Regions from separate parts of the Mus musculus genome. Here region 1 is linked to region 2. Evidence: chromatin contacts called from public HiChIP or PLAC-seq data. All regions are on one chromosome and are shown on one strand. The core of a region is the stretch at or near the end of the contact, and the rest is flanking DNA. Distances in the headings are between cores, read along the strand shown.

Region 1 (3,270 bases), core at 315-2,814, 440 kb after region 2:
AGCATCAGGCATTAGATGGGGCTGCAAGAGCACCCTCCATGCCCGGGGGACTTGTCAGGGTACCAGAAGTGTTGGGAACACATTCACAAGGGGACCCACGGACCTAAGAAGGCAAGGCAAGGAAGGAGAGCCTTCATGTAACATGGCTGAGCCCAACAGAAGCCTAGTGAAAGATCACAGGAGCCATAGACAGCGACTCCTGGTGGCTAAATACGAGACAACACAAACACCAGAATAAATAATCACAGCAATGGTTACAGTCTAAACCCAATGGGAAACAGTAAGTCAACACTAATGTTAACAAGTATCTGGGTGATGGATAGCTTGACAAAGACCCGCACATTCGGGCAGGAGAACAGATTAGCGAGTAAAGGCACTGAGTTCAACCCCCGGAACCCATGTGGTAGAAAGAGTCTGACTTTCACACACTCACTGTGAGCCATCATGAACAACCATACATAAGACACACAAAATAAAAAAGTAAATGTTCATTTTTTTTTTTATTTTTTTATTTTTGGTTTTTCGAGACAGGGTTTCCCTGTATAGCCCTGGCTGTCCTGGAACTCACTTTGTAGACCAGGCTGGCCTCAAACTCAGAAATCTGCCTGCCTCTGCCTCCCGAGTGCTGGGATTAAAGGCGTGCGCCACCACGCCCAGCTTATTATTTTAAGAGCAGTACTTTTCCACGGTTTAAAAGTACCTTCTTCACAAAATACTGGCAACTAGCAAAGGGAGAAAAGAGCAGCTTCTTGGCTGAGAGCCTAGCAGATGCTGTCAGCTGACTGAGGTGAACATCACCAGTAACAGGACCACCTCAAACTGTCATCAAACTGAATCTTATCATCAAAAATAAATGACAAGGTGGAGTGTGGGTGGCCTGCACCTGTAACCTCAGTTCTTGGGAGGTGAAAGCAGGAGAATCAGGAGTTGAAGGCCATTTTCCATTACATAGCAACTTTAAACCAGTTCGAACTAGGTGAGATCCTATCTCAAAAGGCAAAAACAGATCTGGTAGTGGTGACATCCTTACTACTTTAATCCTAGGACTTAGGAGGCAGAGGTGGGTGATCTATATGAGCTGCAAGCCAACCTGGTAAACAGAGCAAGTTCCAAGACAGCCAAACAGCTAAAGCTATACAGAGAAACCCTGTCTCAAAAACCAAGAGAGAGAAAGAGAGAGACAGAGAGACAGAGAGAGAGAGGCTAAAACAAACAAACAAAAGACAGACACAAAACCACTTCTGTGGCATTCCTGCCATAGACACTAAAGCTGACTCCAATCCTGAGGAAACGTCTGGCACTCCAAATGATAAGGTCATTAAAGCACGAAGTCAAGAAGGAAGAATTGTTCCAGAATAAAGAAAATTAAAGCAGAAAGACAACCACATGCAACATAACCTGATGCTTTTGCTGGTCTGAATCTAAGGGGAGCTACATGGGAAATTGCACAATCTAAACCGGGACTGGGTAGTGCGAGTTTTGGTTTCTTTTAACCTCAGTTATGCTACGGAGACATGTTTCTGTTTTAATCCCTGGTGTGGCCTCCTTCAGCTTATCCACAGCAGCAGACTGACTGCCTCGTGCTCCAGCAGGGGCAGGATCTGTGCCCAGTGCAGATAGCTTAATTCTGGGAACTCTTGAGCGAGAGAAAAAAAAAAAAAAGCCAAATGCCAGAGGGGGCTGAGGGAACTCTGAGGGGCAGGGGAACACTAAGGAAGAAGCCTGGCTGTTCGGCTGTACCCCCTGCTGGGTCCTGCTCCTGCTGCTGATGGTTGAGAGGAAAGAGACCAGAAGAAGCTGGACTTCCCGGTAGCGGAAGATTAGACTTGCTTTAGTCAGCAGGAAGTAGTTTAAAGAGACCTAGCCTCCTTTCTCCTCCACCCTTCCTTCTCTACTACCTGGTGATGGGGGGTTGGAAGGAATAAGGGCTGGAAGGGAGAAAGAGGTACATAAAAACCAAATAAAATAGCTAAAACAAATATGCCTACAGGGCTACAGATGAGATTATTGTTATATATCAATGTTTAGTTCCTGGTTTTGGTGGCTGTATTGTTGTTAAAAAAAACATTCTTGTTCATAGGAGGTAGACATTATAGAATTTGGAATTCAGTGGCCAACTGACCCTCAAATGGCTCAGACAAAAATCTCCACAATATATTTGCAAATTTAAGATCATTCCAAATAAAAAGGCAGTGTAAGCAAGAGAACAAGAATAAAAAATTAGCCAGGCGGTGGTAGCGCATGCCTTTAGTCCCAGCACTTGGGAGGCAGAGGTAGGCAGATTTCTGAGTTCAAGGCCAGCCTGGTCTATAGAGTGAGTTCCAAGATAGCCAGGGCTACAGAGAAACCCTGTCTCGAAAAAACAAACAAACAAACAAAACAAAAACAAAAAACAATAAAAAATTAGAGAATGTCTTTCTGAGTGATAAGCTTTTGAGTAACAGGAGGAGGAAGAATAGAAGGAAAGGAGGAAGAGAGGTAAAAGGCAGGAAAAAGGATAAGGACATGGATAAGAGGAAGTGGAGGAAGAGCAGCAGCAACAATAACAGAACTAGTAAGAACAATAATAATAAAATAAATATATGTGCACCTTATATAAATATAAAGAAGAAGAAGAATAACCAGGCTAGGCGTGCTGGTTATTATTTTAATCTCTACACCTAGAAGGCAGAGACAGAAGGATCTCTACAAGTTCAAGGCCAACCTAGTCTCCATAATAAGTTCCAGGCCAGCCAGAGCTACACAGTGAAATCCTGCTGAAAGAAAGAAAGAAAGAAAGAAAGAAAGAAAGAAAGAAAGAAAGAAAGAAAGAAAGAAAGAAAGAAAGAAAGAGAGAGAGAGAGAGAGAGAGAGAGAGAGAGAGAGGGAGGGAGGGAGGGAGGGAGGGAGGGAGGGAGGGAGGGAGGGAGGGAGGGAGGGAGGGAGGGAGGGAGGGAAGGAAGGAAGGAAGGAAGGAAGGAAGGAAGGAAGGAAGGAAGGAAGGAAGGAAGGAAGGAAGGAAGGAAACAACCCAGGCCAGACACAGTGGCACATTCCTGCACTGAAGCCCAGCCTGGGCAACACAGTAAGACTACCTTTAAAAGAACCCTGCAATCCTAGCACTTGGGATGCTGGGGCAGCAGGACCACAAGTCAGAAGTCCCTTTCACTGCTGTACTGGTTTATACTGGTTACTAACTTGACGGGACCTAGAACCACCTTGAAAACAGATTCCTAGGCATAACTGTGAGGCACTTCCTAGTTAGACTCAAGTGGGAAGACCCACACTGAA
Region 2 (3,017 bases), core at 184-2,683:
AGGGAAGGAGAGGGAGGAGGAGCGCTAGGCTGAGAAAAAGCCCTGTGAGGAAACTCTGCAAGACAGTGGAGGGCCCACTAGTAAGAGGGCCCACACCAGAATCAACTATGCTGGCTGCCAGTCCCCAGGCTATGAGTAATAAATGCTTGCTATTGAGCAACCATATCTCTGGTGCTCTGTTATGGAGCCCACCCTGATTGAAACAGAATTGGTGGTGGAGGAAATGGTGAAAGTTATCAGAATGAGAGGCAAGAGAGATGGCTACTCATGATAAGTGATGCAGAGCAGAGCTGAAGCCCTGGGAACCAGCACAGATGGGGCTGAACTGGTCTCTCCCATTCAAAGGCCACTATTCCCCCTCATTTGCCACATCAGCACCATAATAATCCTCATATAATTTAGCCATTGAACCCAGTGATCTTTAATAGCTTCTAGGGCACTATCATTCCATTATCCTATTTAACAGTATCTAGTGCTCACCAACTTGGCCCTTAGTGTCTCCACACACGAGTTATTCTAGCCATACATAATTGGATCTCTATGTGGAAAAAGTGGCCACCCTCCTTTCACCACACCTTTGGGGCTATTCCATGAATCATGCTGGGTGTCAGAAGAAGAGGCATGCCCTCCCCATTTTAATCTTTCTAAAACATTGCATCTTAGGACCTGACTAAAGATGTTCCACATCACCCACGGCTGAAACAAGAGGATCAAAACTGATACTGAGCACTACCACCAGATTCAAATCAGTTCTCTTTTTCTCACCAAGCAGCTCCCTATCACATGTGTCTTGTATGCTATGTCCTGCATGTGATAAGGAACCTCAAAGACACCATGGGGCAGAGACCTTGGCACCCGTACTAGCTCCCCATCCTGCTCTTCAGCCAAAGCTGCCGTCTGAGCATTTATATATAGGCATCCCTTGTACTATTTTGTTGAACAAACCCTTTCACTCTAAAAATAAAAAGGATAAAAGAACCACTGACTTCCTGCAATAATTCCAGCGCTCTACTGTATTGTCTGTCCTGAGCATACTTAGTTTTCCCCCATCTCTATACTTGGACTTAGCAATTACTACCCCCAAATTCCTACTCAGTCCCTAATCCATCTTATCCTATAGTTCTATTTCAAATAAGACCTCCTGTGACTATCACAGCCTTAAGGAATAGGCTAGCTAGCTTTACAATAATAATAATATATATATATATATTACTTCCTGCTCTGAACAAGGTTCTTTTTCCTCCTTGCAACCAGCATCTAAGCTCTTCAAAAGTAGACATATAAACTCTTTGAAGGTAGATATTATGTAAGGTCAGCCTCTTCTCTTCAGTGACTATTCACGGAATTTTTAGCCAAGTACAAGGACTTCCTCTGACAATGTAGGTGGCTGGCTGGGGCTGCTGTGTTAAGAATGTGAAGAAGCAAAGGGACAAAGCCAAGAAGCATTACAGAGCCCAGCTGCTCCCCGTGGGGCAGGAAAGGCATATACGGTCTATAAACCTAGGCTTGTTAGCATCATCTATAGCTGAAGAAAGGAAGACCCCAGGCAGGAGGGTTGGGGGCGGGGGACTTGGCTGGCTGCCATCTAATTTGAAGAGGGATAATCTTCCCAAAGCAACCCTGGTGTTCTCTTCTGTTTATTTTCAACCTATCTGGCTATTCTAAAGAACCTACCATGAAATCTCAGAGCTGATGGATCTATATATTTGGTCAGTGCTGATTGCTTCGTGGCCCCCCAGACTTCAAGGCCAACTGCTATGTTTTTTTCTATCTACAGACCACAGACTCAGCCTCTGTAGCCTGCTTCTCTTTCCCTAAGAACTTAATGGCTTTTAGGTAATGGGGCTACTGAGAGGAAGGACCACAGGTAAATTGCTCTCTTTCCTACTTTTTTTTTTTCAGAAGAAAATTGAAAAAGGAAAATGCAGTGGTGACAGCTCTTTGAAAATGACCTCTAATGGGCAACTTGTTCTGTAGCAATCAGTGTACCCTGAGCCCAAATCAAAGATCCTCTATGACTAAGTTCCATAATAACATGCCATTTAACAATTTATCAGTGTGGCATAATTATGCCCAAAAGAAAACAATTTTTCTCCAGGCTAAAAGGAGTTCAGTTTCAACTACTTTTCCCCACAGCTTTTTAAAAAAGTATAATTAGGAAGAAATACTCAGTTGTAACCAATTACATTTAGATCACAGCTTTAAAATAAGCAATAATTAAAAAAAAACTTCAATGTGTTTGTCCATTTCTTAAAGTGTTGAAGGTCACTTTGTAGAAGACCCCCTCGATTGACGTCTCCTTATCTCGTAACTGCTTCCCCAGTGGCTACAGAGAACAACAACAAATCCAATTTAAACTGATCTGTTCATGAACAGTGCTGTCTGGACCTGAAAAGGCCACTGACCTTGAGAAACTGCCTACAAGGTGGCTCACACATTTCAAACTCAATGAGCTTAACAGGAGGGCACCCCCAAACCCACCCTGCTTCTCTGGATATACTGAGGCCTCTTCTAAGCCAGAAATGGGATGGGGTGGCCAGCTAACAAGGAAAGCTCTAGCATACCAGTGTGAAAAAGAAACCCATCTCTACGTGCATTTTGCCTGAAGGCATCTGGGGCACTCAATGGGTCCTTTCCATTTGGAAATAGAATTCTGTTAACAGAAAAACTTTTCCTATGTTCATTCTTTGGACAACCCTCAGCCCCACCCTGTACACACACACACACACACACACACACACCTACCTTCAGCCCCACCCTGTAACACTTATACCTACTCTCAGTCCCTACACACCCACCCCATCTGATACACACACAAACACACACACACACCTATCCTCAGCCCCACCCACTACACACACACACACACACACACACACACACACACACACACACACACACCCTTACCCTCAGCCCCACCTTTCCCCTTGTTCTGCTTTGGAATTCAAGCAGTCAGACTCTAAGGGCTCCTGGTTTGTATTTCTAGTCTACTCTTAGGCTGATTTCTTCTTTTAAAA

The links. HiChIP or PLAC-seq counts read pairs in DNA pulled down with a chosen protein or histone mark.
Region 1: an H3K27ac HiChIP or PLAC-seq map of microglia shows a contact between it and region 2, with 5 times the contacts expected there. The contact joins two enhancer-like sites. A contact is called at or near these places in 1 of 39 promoter capture datasets (the 3T3-L1 cell line) and 1 of 115 datasets of contacts at active chromatin or transcription factors (microglia).

Annotation. Positions count from the first base shown.
Region 1 is chr1:170,844,372-170,847,641 of GRCm38.p6, forward strand. The region is part of intron 4 of Atf6 (activating transcription factor 6); the gene reads right to left. Among named protein-coding and RNA genes, the nearest start is that of Gm29733, 5.0 kb to the right of the region's middle. Within about 2 kb of position 1,565, at least 100 of the 459 cell types and tissues checked have an H3K27ac peak or open chromatin away from gene starts, as enhancers often do. A contact at or near this core is called in microglia, where this site is marked.
Region 2 is chr1:170,407,813-170,410,829 of GRCm38.p6, forward strand. All of the region lies in intron 2 of Nos1ap (nitric oxide synthase 1 (neuronal) adaptor protein), which reads right to left. Among named protein-coding and RNA genes, the nearest start is that of Spata46, 100 kb to the left of the region's middle. Within about 2 kb of position 1,434, at least 10 of the 459 cell types and tissues checked have an H3K27ac peak or open chromatin away from gene starts, as enhancers often do. A contact at or near this core is called in microglia, where this site is marked.